Regions from separate parts of the Mus musculus genome. Here region 1 is linked to region 2. Evidence: chromatin contacts called from public Hi-C data. All regions are on one chromosome and are shown on one strand. The core of a region is the stretch at or near the end of the contact, and the rest is flanking DNA. Distances in the headings are between cores, read along the strand shown. Region 1 has its middle 25 kb from the start of Gm46240. Region 2 has its middle 36 kb from the start of Btg1.

Evidence for each region. Hi-C and Micro-C count contacts between places; a contact is called where the count stands out from the background.
Region 1: a Hi-C map of liver shows a contact between it and region 2, with 4 times the contacts expected there. The contact joins two enhancer-like sites. A contact is called at or near these places in 1 of 15 datasets of contacts at CTCF or cohesin (the NIH/3T3 cell line), 3 of 484 Hi-C or Micro-C datasets (CD4 T cells, the MNK3 cell line and liver) and 1 of 115 datasets of contacts at active chromatin or transcription factors (liver).

Annotation. Positions count from the first base shown.
Region 1 is chr10:96,922,418-96,929,988 of GRCm38.p6, forward strand. No RefSeq gene overlaps it. Among named protein-coding and RNA genes, the nearest start is that of Gm46240, 25 kb to the left of the region's middle. Within about 2 kb of position 1,849, at least 26 of the 459 cell types and tissues checked have an H3K27ac peak or open chromatin away from gene starts, as enhancers often do. A contact at or near this core is called in liver, where this site is marked.
Region 2 is chr10:96,648,840-96,656,328 of GRCm38.p6, forward strand. No RefSeq gene overlaps it. Among named protein-coding and RNA genes, the nearest start is that of Btg1, 36 kb to the left of the region's middle. Within about 2 kb of position 5,447, at least 36 of the 459 cell types and tissues checked have an H3K27ac peak or open chromatin away from gene starts, as enhancers often do. A contact at or near this core is called in liver, where this site is marked.

The DNA of each region.
Region 1 (7,571 bases), core at 599-3,098, 270 kb after region 2:
CAGATGGGTGGCTTCTTTCTGTGTTCACACATGGGTACGAGCTCAAAGGGTAGGCAAGCTCTCCCACGATCCTCTTAGGGCACCGACTTCTATTCACCCTCCATTCATGATCACAATGAATAGGAATTATCTCCCCAGGATTTCATCTCAGAATAACCCCAGGTGGGATTTCAACATCTTGGAAAGTCCATAAACCCAAGGGAATAAAAATAAAAAGGCAGGATGACATCAAACTTATAGGAAGACAAATTGAGGAGTGTCTTAGGGTTTCTATTCCTGTGAAGAGACTCCATGACCAAAGCGACTATTATAAAGGACAACATTTAATTGGGGCTGGCTTACAGGTTCAGAGGTTCAGTGCTTTATCATGAAGGCTAGAAGCATGGCAGCATCCAGGCAAGCTTGGTGCTGGAGGAGCCGAGAGTTCTACATCTTGATCCATCTGCATCCAGAAGACGACTGTCTTCCAGGCAGTTAGGAGGACAGTCTCAAAGCCCACCCTGTACAGAGACACTCTTCTTCTAACAAGGCCACACCTCCTTATAGTGCCATCCCCAGGGACAACTATATTCAAACCACGATGGGAAGGAACCCAGATCTTTGCAAAATGTTACCAGTGACATCACCAAATAATTGGCACGGAACTGGCCTCATAAATACTCGTGAAAAAAATGGATGCATAATTAATTAAAGTAAGTGTGACAGAAGGTGCATGGAATCTGTGCATGCTCATGATCTATGAAAACGAGAACTTGAACAAATAATTTTGTATGGAGAGTTTGTAGTCTACTGCCAACGATTGATGCTCATTGACACAGTATAGAGTGATATGGTAGACAACTCTTAAGTCTATACTAACTGAAAAGGATAGACAGAAATATTCCTTCTCATGGGTGACAGTTGACATTTCAGTAATATAATGTATGAATCTCTCCGCCCAAAGGAGTGGGGTCTGCTAATGTGTCCACCAACTTCCATCCTGTTAAGCTTGGACCTTGTCCATGATGGTCACTTTGTCTCTGGTGACTTTATGCCACACCTCCATGATGATTTTTCTCCTGTTTTCATCCTGTTAGAATGCAGTTACTGCATTCTACATTCTGCCATTTTGATGGCATCCATAGCTGCCTAAATTGGGGGGGGGGTGTCTGTCATTTACTTCACATAACTTTATACATCTTGATTCAAACAGTTTAAAATTTAAGACTTGAAGCCTGAAACCCTATTTCCATAAAGTAGTTGTGTTCTTCATGAATATAATTCAGACAGTGTGGTCTCCTTTGATCACTGACAAAACTCAGCACATTCAACTGAGGCTCCAAAAGTGTTATCTTCCATATATATCCTTGTATACAGATGTATTGGGATGGAGTGATTCCCGCAGATACAGGTTAGACTAGGAATATGTTTATATGCTTTGCTCAAACATCTGTGTTGACAGAAAAGCAGTTTTCCTATCTTTGGGTCTTTCATACAAATTGATTGATTTTCTGAAAATGACCTATTTCATGCAGAAGATATTGCTCAGTTGCTTCCTCGGCACATAGGTTGGATGCCCAGGATCTCATAAACCAGATGTGTCTCAGGACACTGCCTGATGTCTCCAGACTCAGAAGTGGGTAAGTGGGCAGGGAATGCTGAGATTCGAGATCATCTTCTGCTTAAAAACAAGCTTGAGTTTGATGCCAGGATGGGAAATGTAAGGCCCTATCTCAAAGAAAGAAAAACAAAATCTCCATAATATTTTAAAATCTCATCACAAAAAAAACATTCAAACTTCAGGGCAGAAGTGATTGCTTACCAATGTTCAGCCTTGCCAGTCTCTCAGAGCTAGGCAGTAAATATTTGTTGAATGAATGACTGTCCTCCCATTAAGCAATGAGGCTGCTTTAGCAATCAGACCCCTTAAATGGCATTATTTACTTGCTGAAAATGTGTTTTCCATATTGGCTAAGTTGTTTAATTTACATAGGCCTGTTGCCATACTGCTCTGTCACAGATCAACTGCAGAGCACACCCATCTCTTTTCTGACCTCCTTCTCACATCTAGACATGTTGAAAAGCAAACCCAGCTGTATCCATTTTGATTTAACAGCTCAGCCCTGCCCCGCCCCACCCTGCCCCTCTACCTTTAAATTGCAATTCTTTGATTTTCAATGCAGAGTTGACATGCCCCAGCCTGGTCTGTGATTCCACAAACGCTTTAGCTTTAGGTTATAAAGCAGACTCAAGTGGAGTCTTGTCTGCTTGTTTACTGGACTGTTTTAGAGACTGTTCAAATCCAAATGGCCGGGGGTGGGGGTGGGGGGAGATGGAAATTTAATGTGTTTCAGGCTTCGGTGCCTGAAGGTAAGGCAGACATTGGGTTTACCACTGCAGGTGAGCAGAAAAGACCTTTGAGCCTGAGCTATCCAGGTTTACCCCAGCAAATATATATCATACTCAAATGACAGGTTTTCTGTCAAATACTGAATGAGACACACCCACTCAGGAAAGTTGAGCAATTCTTTGCTTGTTCAATACTTTAATCCTCAGCTCAGTTAAACAGAAGCTCCAGCACACAGGACAGAAAGTACAGCAAACATCGGGCATGCCAAACACGACGGGACCTTTGCTGGCATTAACTCTGCCCTTTACTTCACCACTCCCCACTGGAAGAACAAGTTTGAAATTTTTTTTCTCTTGCCCTGGAAGCTGTTATTCTTATGACAAAAGACTGAGATCAATCACTATGCCAGCTCCACATCAGTCATTTGAAAGCATGACACAAGGGCAGGAATTACATTGAAATTTTAACATGTAAAGTGGTGGTAATGTGAAGGAATTGGTACTTGTTGACTATCCAAGAAAGGTTGATGCACCGTAATTCATTCGTAATTATTTATGAACACAAATCAGAGAGTTTTGAGTTGGGCTCTCTGTTAGCCATGGAAAGGAAAGAAAATGAAATCTCTTAAGAAGTCTGCAAAGAGCTGGGGAGATGGCTCAGTGGGTAAGTTGCCTACAGTACAAACATAGAGACCTAAGAAGAATCCATATGAAGAAGCCCAGAGCGGTGGAGACAGGCAGATGCCTGTGCCTCATAAGCTAGTCTACCTAACCTAGTCAGTCAGTCCCCGGTCAGTGAGAGACTGTCTCATAAAGTAGACAGCTTCTGAGGTGTAATATCTGAGGCTTTCCTCTATCTTTCCCATTCGAATACATGTAAAATCGAAAAAGAAAAATGCCAAACATGCACAATTCAACAGGTTCACATAGGTCAATATAATACCCATGATAGATACAGGTAGCATCATGGGATGAGCATGTAATAAATTTTGTGTCATTGTGTTGTCATTGGGTCTCAGTAATGTTTCCTTATGTCCTGGTCCTGGTTAGTTGTTTTTTTGTTTGTTTGTTTGTTTTCTGTCAACTACACACAACCTGGATTCCCCAGAGAAGGGGAATTTTCAATCGAAACTTTGCCGTGATCAGACTGGCCTGTGAGCATGTCTGTGGTGGACATTTTCCCAGCTGTTGACTTATAAGGAAGGGCCCAGCCTGTTATGAGAAGCACCAGCTCTCAGCAACTGGTCCCTGGATGCATTCAACAGCTACTTGGGCCTAAGCCAGAGAGTGAAGCAATAGACATTTATATGTTGTTTCTACTTTAGTTCTTGTTTGAGTTCCTGCCTTTACTTTCCTCAGTGATAAAGGACTACTTAAAAACTGTAAGTTGAAATAGAGTCTCTCCTATCATGTTGGCTTTGGCTAGAGTGGCTCATTATAAAGACAGAATGAGAGGAGAATTTGCTACTAATCAATCAAATGTCAAGCTCCTTGTGTCCCCTATTACAGGACTGTCTGGATATTTTGTATTGTACCATAAGGGTGATCCTGCCAGTAGGAAGCAGGAAAGGACATTAGACAAGAGTGGCATGTACCAAGCACCTGTGGCATAAAAAAATTAGCCAGTTCAATAATAGAAGTGCTGAGATTTTTCTTGGTAAACCAGAGCATGTTTGCCCAGAGAAGCATCCACAGTAGTTGGAGCCAGACCAGCTCATCCTTGTCTGGCTCTGGTCTGGAGTACAGTAGCTCCAGGCAGGGTCATTGGGGAAGAAAATGTAGCCAAAGCAACAGATAGTAGTATCTGACCAAGTGGAAAAGGCCCACTGGAGTTGCAAGTGACCTAGAGGATAACATGGCAGCCATAGTCACCCTGTAGGGCAGCAGGTGCTTCAGTAGGTCTAGACATAGCTATCTCAGATTGACAAACTTGTGGTGCACAGTTGGACATAATTGAAAGACAGGAAGCCTGGGGACAGGCTAGGAAGCTATTATAGAATACCAAGAATAGATGATATGGACCTGTGTTTTGTGACACAAAACTAGCTGGTTTTGTGTCAACTTGACACAAACTGGAGTTATCACAGAGAAAGGAGCTTCAGATGAGGAAATGCCTCCATGAGATCCAACTATAAGGCATTTTCTCAATTAGTGATCAAAGTGGGAGGACCCCTTGTGGGTGGGACCATCTCTGGGCTGGTAGTCTTACTCTTACGTTCCATAAAAAAGCAAGCTGAGCAAGCCAGTAATATCCCTCTATGGCCTTTGTATCAGTTCCTGCTTTCTGACCTGCTTGAGTTCCAGTCCTGACTTCCTTTGGTGATGAACAGCATCATGGAAGTGTAAGCTGAATAAACCCTTTCCTCCCCAACTTGCTTCTTGGTCTTATCCAGGAACAGAAACCCTGACTAAGGCAACCTGAAACAAGGCAATATTAAAGAGGTCATGTTCAATAAATGCTTAGGAGACAGAAGGCATTGGTTTTTGATGAGTAATGAATATGTGGTTGAGAAGAAAAATGGAGAAAATGCTTAAAGAGACCATCATTCGAGATGTGGGTTGTGTATAGACCCTGCAGCTGGCTAACCCTCATCCAGTAGCTAGGGCACACGACTCAGTAAGAGCAGAGTGACAGTGTCATCCTCAGTCATTATCCTTACTTACTACCACATCTGTGCATCTATTCCTTCCATTGCTACAACCTAAGCCTTTTACTTCTCAAAGGAGAAATGTTCCCACCCATGACACTTTAGCCCTCTAGTGAACTCAAAGCTATGGCTTACAGTCATGTTGTCTTCACATGACTGACTCTGGACCAAAAAATTGGGGCCAGAATGACTCTAATCAAATATAAAAGTGAAATGCAGTCCACTCCTGAAGAGACCCAATATCAAATATGGAAGAGGAAGACATTTGGTGAGGTCCAGAAGTGCAAAGATGAAAGGCCAAGAACAGGGTTGCAGGCAGGCAGCACAGTTACTTTCCTTTCAAAAGGAAGGCAAAATGATGTCAGCAGGCTATATAGTTTTATTTTGATGTATAAAAATCCTCACATAATTGCTTCAGAGAACATCTCTTGGGGAAAATGAAGTGTATCTGTATTTAATTTAGCTGCATTTTCTCAGTTATGACAACATTGTCCAATTTTTAACAAATAATAATGCAGATAATTGGATAAAAGAGAATCCTTGGTGGCAAGCTTTCTACTACTTTTTTTTGCCCCTTAGAAATTTGCTTTCTTGTGCATTTGCACCCTATCTTATAAAATTGTGATATTTTAGGAATTCAAAATATTTTTAAGATAATGACCAAAATGTATTAACCAAACCCCAGGAAAAGTGCAATAGAGCCAATTCATTATTGACTTCAGCTAATCTCTTTACCTTGTTCTGATTCCTTATATTTATTCTGACAGACAGTGAGAAGGTAGAAAATATTTGCTTAAATGAAATGATCCAGTTTTTTTTTTTTTCCCAAATAGCATCTTACTTCTCATTTCCAATTGGAGGGATAATTTGATGAAACTGGTGTTGTGCTGACAGTCAGTAAAGGGCTATGTCTAAGAACAAGAGATCTGGGGTCACAGGAAACGGAATGCCAAAGGGTAATCACTGATGGCAGCTGCATTGCTGTGCTCAAGCTCATTAAGCTTTGGGGAACACAGGCATGTGATTTGTATGAGAAGGATAAGAATTAGAACTACCTATCATGGTTTTTGTGGAGATGAGGTAGTGCAAGTGAGTATTAAGCTCTTTTGGAGACTGTGAGAGATGATAACACACAGGCTCTCTTGTTTAGTGATGGCAGTAACCTATAGTAGCATAAGAGCAATAGTGATAGTTGTGGTTGAAAGCTATATTTCCAAAAACCCAAGCTAAATCCTGACCCTCACACCTGGATCTAAAGCCAATGCCTGTACGACTTGCTCATGTTGTGAATTTTAATTAGGGAACAAAGCCAGTCACACTACTGACGCAAACACAACCCCAGCACCACATTTACAGCCTTGGAACAAGAAAGATGATTGTGAAAATGAAGGCAAGGCTCTCTTCTATCACAGAAGAAGAGCCATTGCATATCTATGAGACAGACCTCTATGCCTTTAGACAAGGTATGACTATATCTGTATTGCCATTGGTTATCTACAGCTTGTTGAGTTGTGAAACAGCTTCCATAGAATCAATATTAAGGAATGGAAGGGAAGAGTGCTATAGGTAATATTTATTTTCCCACTGATGTACAACTTTCCTGTATGCATATGTGGTAGCATTAGTATTTCTGGAACACAAATAACATATGTGACATTAACATCCCCCAAAGAGCTTAAATCTCAAGACACCTGAAAAGGAACACAGCACATGTCTGACTCAGTGGGGCTGCTGAAAGCCTGTTGTCCTTGCATTAGCCAAACCTGGATTCCAGTCCCACTATTTATCAGATGGTTGACCTTGCAAGAGACATACAGCCCCTCTGCCTTTTGTGGTCCTTCTCTATTAAACTAGGTGTTGGGTAAATGCTCCCCAAAGTTCCACTCAGTCCCATCTGGAGATTGGAACCGCTGACTGTTGATGTGAATTTTAATGTAATGTCTCCTATGGATAATCTATCCCTGGATAATTGAGGTGAGGTTACAAATGAGCAGAGTGATTTGAGTTACTGACTTAACCAATCTCAGCAAATGACAAGTCATTAGGGCCTCTGAAACGTCACCACTTTGCCCGTGTGTGCTTAATGAAATGCTAATGTAATTTTGCTAAACATGCAGCACTCGTCATTATGTGTGATGGATTGGAGACATGAGTTTTCAATGGTAGTAAACTGTCATAGAAATAGTGATTAAGCACTACAATTATGGGAACACCTACCTTTTATATTAGATGAGATCCGGCTTGTTCAAGGTAGTATGGCTGTAGATTACCTTTTATATTAAAGAGCCCCTCACCCCTACCCCCAGCTTGTTTCAGTTAAATGGGAGGCAAAGGATGTGTGTTGAAAGCTTGGCTTAAGAACACTCCCATTGCAAGAAGTTTCTCTCTAGGTAGATGTAAACATATACCTGTTTTCTTAGAGGGCCCAGCAATAACCCAAAGAGTCCATCAGAGTGAACTCAGGGAACTAAAGACTTCATAGGGTTGATGGTGGCTTGAAGGGTTACTTACAGGAGCTTGGGTGATACCAAAACAACAATATCATCACCAGAGAGTCTAGCCCAGCCTGTGTGATAATTTCCCCATAGCTTTGTA
Region 2 (7,489 bases), core at 4,197-6,696:
CTTGGCTACCTTCTCTCTTCCTCTTTCTCCCATTTGTCATGTCTACTGGATGGGAGGTTTATAATGTCTTACCTGAGGTAGTCAAGATGGTCTCTGAACTGCAGCTTGTTCCACACAGTAATTACAGCTACATGGGGATGGTTCAATCAAGAGGATGGGAAACTCACAGAGTGACTTCAAGGCCAGCCTGGGACGCCTACTGGGACCCTAACTACCACTACCCCTTCCTTTCCTCCTTCTCCCCTTCCTCCTCTCCTTCCCCCCTTCTTCCTATTTTTTGTTTTCCTTTTTCTTTTTAGGCACTTTATGATAAATGTGAGAATGCTGATAACTAAAAACATATTGAAATTCAGATTCTTGTATAACCTTATTCAACGGATTAGAATTGATTTGTTCCAAGGTATTTTTTTTTCAAGGACAATTCACCCATGTTGGTAGATGATGGTTTTTTTTTTTTTTAATTATATGGATAAAAACAACGCAGAACAACAACAACAACAAAAAGTCACGCCAAATCAATCGATGGGTCTCCTTCTCAAACTTTTTAGTCCATTTACACAGGCATTAATTCTTCCTTCCTCAACTCTTTTCAGCTCAACCTTCCTCTGAGTCCCCATGCATGGGTCTGGACTCAGTTTCCTTCAATGACATGCAGCGATTCAGAATCGCTGTGGTTTTAAAGTAGCATTAAAAGAAAAGCTTTAGATCAATCTTCAAATCTTCAAAACTTCAACCAAATTGAAGAGAAATTTGATTGAGCAAAAGAACAATTGACAAGGCTCACAGTCCTCAAACCAGAACAGGTTCAAGCAGCTGAGTTAAGCATCAGCATCCTGTGTTCCTTATATGGACATCACACACACACACACACACACACACACACACACACATCAGTGGGTCAGCCCGTGATTGGCTGAAGCTTACATGCTGTGGATAGCTGAGCGTCAGCTGTGTGTTTATGAAAACGTATTTCTGGTTTGGATTTCAGTTTTCCAAGTTGGGTTTGCAGTTTGTTTTGTACAGACAAACTGAAGAAGTAGCCTGGGGCTAGTTAATATTTAAATGGTATGGATAACCCCTTAGGCAAGCTCCCTTCCCTTCCTGATAGAGTGAGTTTTCAATATTACCTTAGTTGTTCACTCAGTGTAATGGGAATTCCTTCCCTGGGAAATATAAACAGTATCTAACCATCTCCCTCTGTAAGATCCCAACCACAAAGCAACTGAGTTTATTGGGTTTGCTTACAAAGTGTGGGTGAAGGACTGCTAGCAAGAGCTTGGGTGATCCTAAAACATCCCTATTGGAAAGTCTCAACCCAGCATGGATAATGACTCCTCCTGTGGCCATAGATGGAGCCCACTTGCGCATCCTCTCGGGCAACACCAACCTTGCCACTGCCTTTATGAAAAATTTGGATCAAAATGGCTGGGAGGCGTGGTCACAGTATCAGGTGAGAGTTCAATGCCTCTCCTTACAGTCTCTTCCTGTGACAGAATGCCCACGAGCCTGCTTCTGATGGACACACTTACGAGTGTCCATCACTCTCTAGGCACAGCAGATGAAGATGAAGCTGTTTGGAGTAGATGGTTATGCTCTTTCATTTACCTATTTATTTGAAATGCCGTCGAGCTAAGGTCTTCCAGACTAGCTTTAAACTTAGAACCTCCTACCACAACCTTCTTTCTATATGCTGGGATTAAATTGTGTGACCCTACAGCCTGTGACTAGATTGGATTGTTCTTTCTGAACTTTTTATTAGCATATATGAATTTTACATAGTAATATCTTCCATGGTGATATTTTCATGTATGTGTGTGTGTGCGAGTGCATATGCTATGGTGTGTTCAGAAGTCAGAAGACAGTTTGTAAAAGCTGGCTTTCTCCTTCTACAATGTCAGTGGTGGGTTTTGACCCATCGAGCCACTTGGGAGGTTTGGAGGGCCCATTCACAAAGGTCATTTAAGAAATGAGAAATATCAGATATTTACCCTAATATTCATAAAAGTAGCAAAATTACAGTTATGAAATAGCAACAGAAGTAATTTTATGGTTGGTGGTCACCACAATATGAAGAACTGTGTTGAAAGGTTGCAGCGTTGAGAACCACTGCTCTCTGTGACTCCTGGGGCTATAACTGTGATCATCAGACTTGGAGGCAAATTCTTAACAGATGAGCAAAAATTGCTGGCCCATAAACTGATTTGTTTTGTTTTTCTTTTGCTTTGTTTTGTTTTTTCAAGACAGGGTTTCTCTGTGTAACCCTGACTGTCCTGGAACTCACTCTGTAGACCAGGCTGGCCCCAAACTCAGAGATCTTTCCGTCTGCCTCTGCCTTCTGAGTGCTGGGATTAAACACATGTGCCACCAAGGCCCAGCCACAGTCAAGCTTCACAACACACAGATTCGAGTTCTAATCACCTATTCTAATGTTTTCTTTCTTCCTTTCTTTTCCTTCCTTCCTTCCTTCCTTCCTTCCTTCCTTCCTTCCTTCCTTCCTTCCTTCCTTCCTCCCTCCCTCTCCCTCTCTCTCTTTTTTCTTTTATATCTTGGGCTGGTTTATATATGAATATGTGTAAATAGATATGTCATTGCTCTTGTTTAGTATTTAGCTTTAAAAAAAAATCAAATTTATTTTTTCTTTCAATTTCACATTTTGTTATTTTGAGTTCCTTAAGATAGTTTTCTATTCATCCCTCTTGAAGCTAGTTATTGTTAGCAGATTCTATTTCATAGTTGTTATTGTTAGCATATTCCATGTTGTTCACTAACTATAAACAATACACACACCACATACCATACAGACACCACACACACACACCACATGCACACCACACACATGCACACGCACACGCACACCACATACCACATGCTCACCACATACAGACATACCACATGCACACCACACACATACATATCACACACACCCCCCACATTCACACTACACACATACACATCACCCCCCCACCACACACACACCACACACACATACACACACACCACATGCACACCACACACATACACACACACACACACACACACACACACACACACACACCACACATGCACACCACACACATACACACACACCACATGCACACCACACACACATACCACATGCACACCACACACAAACATATACCACATGCACACTACATGCACACCACACACACACACACACACACACACACACACACACACACACACAAGTTTTCACAACACTTCCTCTGCTCCAGTGTGATGTGATTTGAAAGGAAAACCATCAAAGATGGCTTTTTTTTAATTCAGTACACTTTGAGTGCTGGTGAAGTGCCAAAATGTTTAAGTGCCCTGGCTCCTGGGACTCCCCCATGTCCCCCTTCTTTCTCTGTTCCAAAGAATAAGATCTATTATTTGTTCTGTCCTTCGCTATGTCCTCTAGATTCTTGGATGAAATTCACAAGGAGTTTTTAAAGCCTACTTGCCCCTCTGATGATGGCTGGTGATTTAAATTTGCATTCTAATGTGGCTCTTAAGAGAGCAGCCTTAACCTTCCCTGTGCTTTACCGTGAAGATTTAAAGAAAGGCACATGGTGACCAATACTTTGTATATATCACTTGTTCATGGTGTGCTTTCAGTTTAACAAGTGACCCTTTCTTTGTGTGTGAGGTGTATGGTATGTGCATGTGTGGTGTGGTGTGTAGTATGTATCTGTGTGTGGTGTGGTGTATGTGTGTGTGTGTGAGCGTGGTGTACATGTGGTGTGTATGTGGTGTGGTGTGCATGTGGTATGTGTGTGTATGCATGTGGTATGTGTGTGTGGGTGGTGTGCATGTGATATGTGTGTATGCATGTGGTATGTGTGTGTGTGTGTGTGGTGTGCATGTGATATGTGTACATGTGTGTGATATGTGGTGCATGTGTGTGGTGTGTGTTGTATGTGTTTATGTGTGTGTGTGTTTGTGTGTATATATATATGATGTGTGTGACTGTCTTTCATATGCAAACCATAGTCCTCAAAGGCCAATTTTTTGTGTAATTTCTCTTCCGAGTTCAGTTTACATAGTAATGCACATGATAAAGACCTAGTGAATACTTCTCATTGATCTTGGTGTCTTTGTCTTTAAACACTCCTTTTGATGACCGATAAATGATCAGAACCAACGACTGCTCTGACCTCTTGCCTTTACAGTAGGTCCGAAAGAGATCATCCTTAAATAGGTTTGATCCTGTCACCGTGTACCCATCAGGACTTCTTGTTGCCTAGAGATCTTGGTCCCAACCCTCCTTTTTTATTTTACACATTCTTCCAGAATATTCAGGGCCCTGATCATTATCACTAGCGTAACCTGTATCCTTACTGACACAGCGGACTCCAGTCAGTGGTTTCTGTCCTTCCTGGACAGGCTCCACGTATTCTAGCTGCTGACCTTTGCTCAGCCTGTCTGCCCTCCAGGGGCACGGGCCTTCTCTGATTGGCTTGTCCTCCATGCCCTCTCCTGTCTTCCCCACAACAGTCTGGGCCAGCCCTGTCCTCCCCAGCTTGTCTCTTACCTTCATCACTAAGCAGCACCCTTGTCACCCATCTCCAAGATCTTCCAGACACTTCTTGGTAAAGCCACCCAGGACCCCTCTTGCCCTTCTCTTCCCTCTCTTACTCTCTTCCTACTAAAGTTTGGGTACTGCATAGCACATCCTTCAGTATACACCTATATTTGAGGTCATTTGATAAGGGATTATTGCCTCCACTTTAAACTTTTGTAAGTAGCCTGTGCTGCTTCATCCCGGCCTCCTTGTATCTCCTGTAGGCCACAAGGGATGCATACTAAATATTGATGAATACATTGTTGATAGTAAAAATAGTAAAAATTCCTGTCCCTACCTCTTACCCCCATTTACCCTCGGGAATTGTCCCAGTCTCCCATTCAAACCCTTCTCTCTCTTTCCTCCAATCCCTTCACACTTGCTGATTCTCTAATAGATGGAAGTTAGATCAGAAAAAATGCTCAAGGTCCTGTGTAGGGATAACTATTAACACAGGCTTTTTAAATTAAATTTAATTTAATTTATTATTATTATTATTATTATTATTATTATTATTATTATTTTGAGTTAGTAAGTTTTGTAAAAGCCAAAAATCTTTGTTAAATTTCAATGGTTTAGAATGTACCATGCTTTCTGTGACACCAGAGGCTGGGTCAGAGACCCATCAGAATTCGTAGCTCTTTCATTGTACTTTAAAGACAGCCACTCAAGTCCCAATCTGTGTGGGTATTCATTAGGGAGACTGGGACAGCATTGGAACTTCATGCTGTAGTGCTGGTGAGCTGATAAGGTAGTGTTCTCGTAGCAACTGGTTTTCTTTTACACATCTACCTGGATAATCATTTTAATAACATCTAACAGATAATGATAGCCAGGAAACGGGGCAGAATAATGATTAACGAATCCGTGTTTATCCAGTGTACCCAACCCAGAAACAAACCCTCATGGAAAAGTTCAGTCCTTGTGTATTCAGATCTGCTTTTAAGGTGTAGAACACTACAAGTTCATTGCTCTAAATTTGCCTCAGAACATAGTAACTTTGTCCTTCAGCCAGTTTTTGCCAGCGTTTCACTTTAACTAATGGGTGGTCTATTTAAAAAAAAAAAAAAAAAGACAAAACAGTTCTTAAATGTGGCTTCACACCATTAGCTTTGGACTCCAACAGAGGGTTTGGGAAATTTCCTGGGGCCTATGTGTAAATTTGAAATTACAGGAAAAGACACAAAGGAATAGGGAAAGCTGTGGTTATCCTGCTTCCTGGAGCGGGTTAGTATCAGTCCAGCCTCGCAAGGCTGTGTTCTGAGAATTTTCTCACCTTACCCATGGTGGGAGTGAGCAGGAGATAACACACTTTATTTGCTTTTTCTGTTGCTGCAGAACGAGAGACAAAGCTTAAGAAAGGCCATACCTCGGCAGACAGAAAGAGGAAGGCGCGGTCTAGAGCTCTGAGGGTATTGAGATCAAAGTCACTCAGTTTTGCAACACACACCGAGTGTACTCATTAATTGTTTCTTGGGTGGGAGAGATTTCCTGAAGATGAGACCACATGTCTCTTCTTAAAGACCAGACTAGAGAGGGAAAAAAAATGGAGAGATCAAATCCCACTTCTAGAAGAAGCGGCTGAGGTTTCTGGATTGCAGGAGATGTTTTCAGCGAGGGGCTGGGGTCTGTCTATTATAGCATAGAAAGAAAGACTGGGAATTGTCAGTCTTGGGGGATTATTTAACTTGACTTTATTTTTATTGGTTAATTATTTTTTTTAAAACCTTTGTGATTGTCTCTAATCCTCATGAGTACCAAAGAAAATGGCCCTTTGTGTCAGGGCTGGGGTGGTGAGGGGAAGGGAGAGACAGCGGTTCTCCAGGGCAACACTGGAGTACTAAGGGAAGGGGGAGTGGGATTTTAGATAGCAAGAGCTTGGAGAACCAGTCCTACCAGGTTTTGTAGTTTAAATAAGCTCTTGGGTGGTGTTAGCTGTATCACACATGTGCTAAGAAAGGTCCATTGTCTCTGGAATTCCATTTCTTGTCAAAATAAAGTGTTTAACCCGTGATGTTTAAGGTTATATTCTAATTTACACTCTATTACTCAATTGCTTTTAAACAATCTGAATTTTTTTTAAAGGATCGGAGTTAAATATAGTTGCTTAAAAGAAAGTAAAAATGGACTATTTTGTCTTCATTTAAAAAAAAAAAGATTTATTTACTTAGGTGTCTGCATGTGTCCTTTGGTGAGTGTGCATCGTGTGTGTGTGTGTGTGTGTGTGTCTGTGTGTGTGTGTGTCTGTGTGTCTGTGTCTATACGGACCAGATATCATTGGAAGCCATGGAGCTGGAACTCCAGATGTTATGAGCTACCCCATGTGAGTGTTAGGAGCTAAACCTGGGTCCTCTGAATGGAGAGCAATGGCTTTTCTTTCCCTCCCCATTTGGTCTTTAGAGTGGCTGGTGTTCAGCACATGAGACAGCATGAAATCAATCAACATGGATACTCTTCAATAGCAGCAAGGACTCTTTAGTGCTGAGCCATCTTCTCTAGACCTAAGTGCACACATTACCAGGTGGGTTTGAACCACCGACCTTTTGGATAACTGGAGGCGAATTTGTGTTAGCAAATTGCACACAGAGTAAGAAGTTCCGTAAGAGGGATGGTGATCAGTTCAGATGCCCCCACAGTCTCCTTTATTCCCTCTTCTAAGTTGCTGAGAGACTCATAAGACTCTTAAGAGGCTGTGTTTCAGGAGCAAATCTGGGTTAATGTCCTGCTGGGTGTGAGGACATTCAGTTGTAAATACAGCTCTAGATACAAACCTAACACAGCTGCTTCTGTCTGAAACTTTGAGCTGGGGTGTGTAAGTGTCTCCTCCCCATTTTGTACTGGCCTCTGTGACATTACCATCTCATGTGTCCTGAAGTTCCAAGGCTCTTGGAATTCATTTCTTGGCTGTTCAGCATTACACAGCCTTTC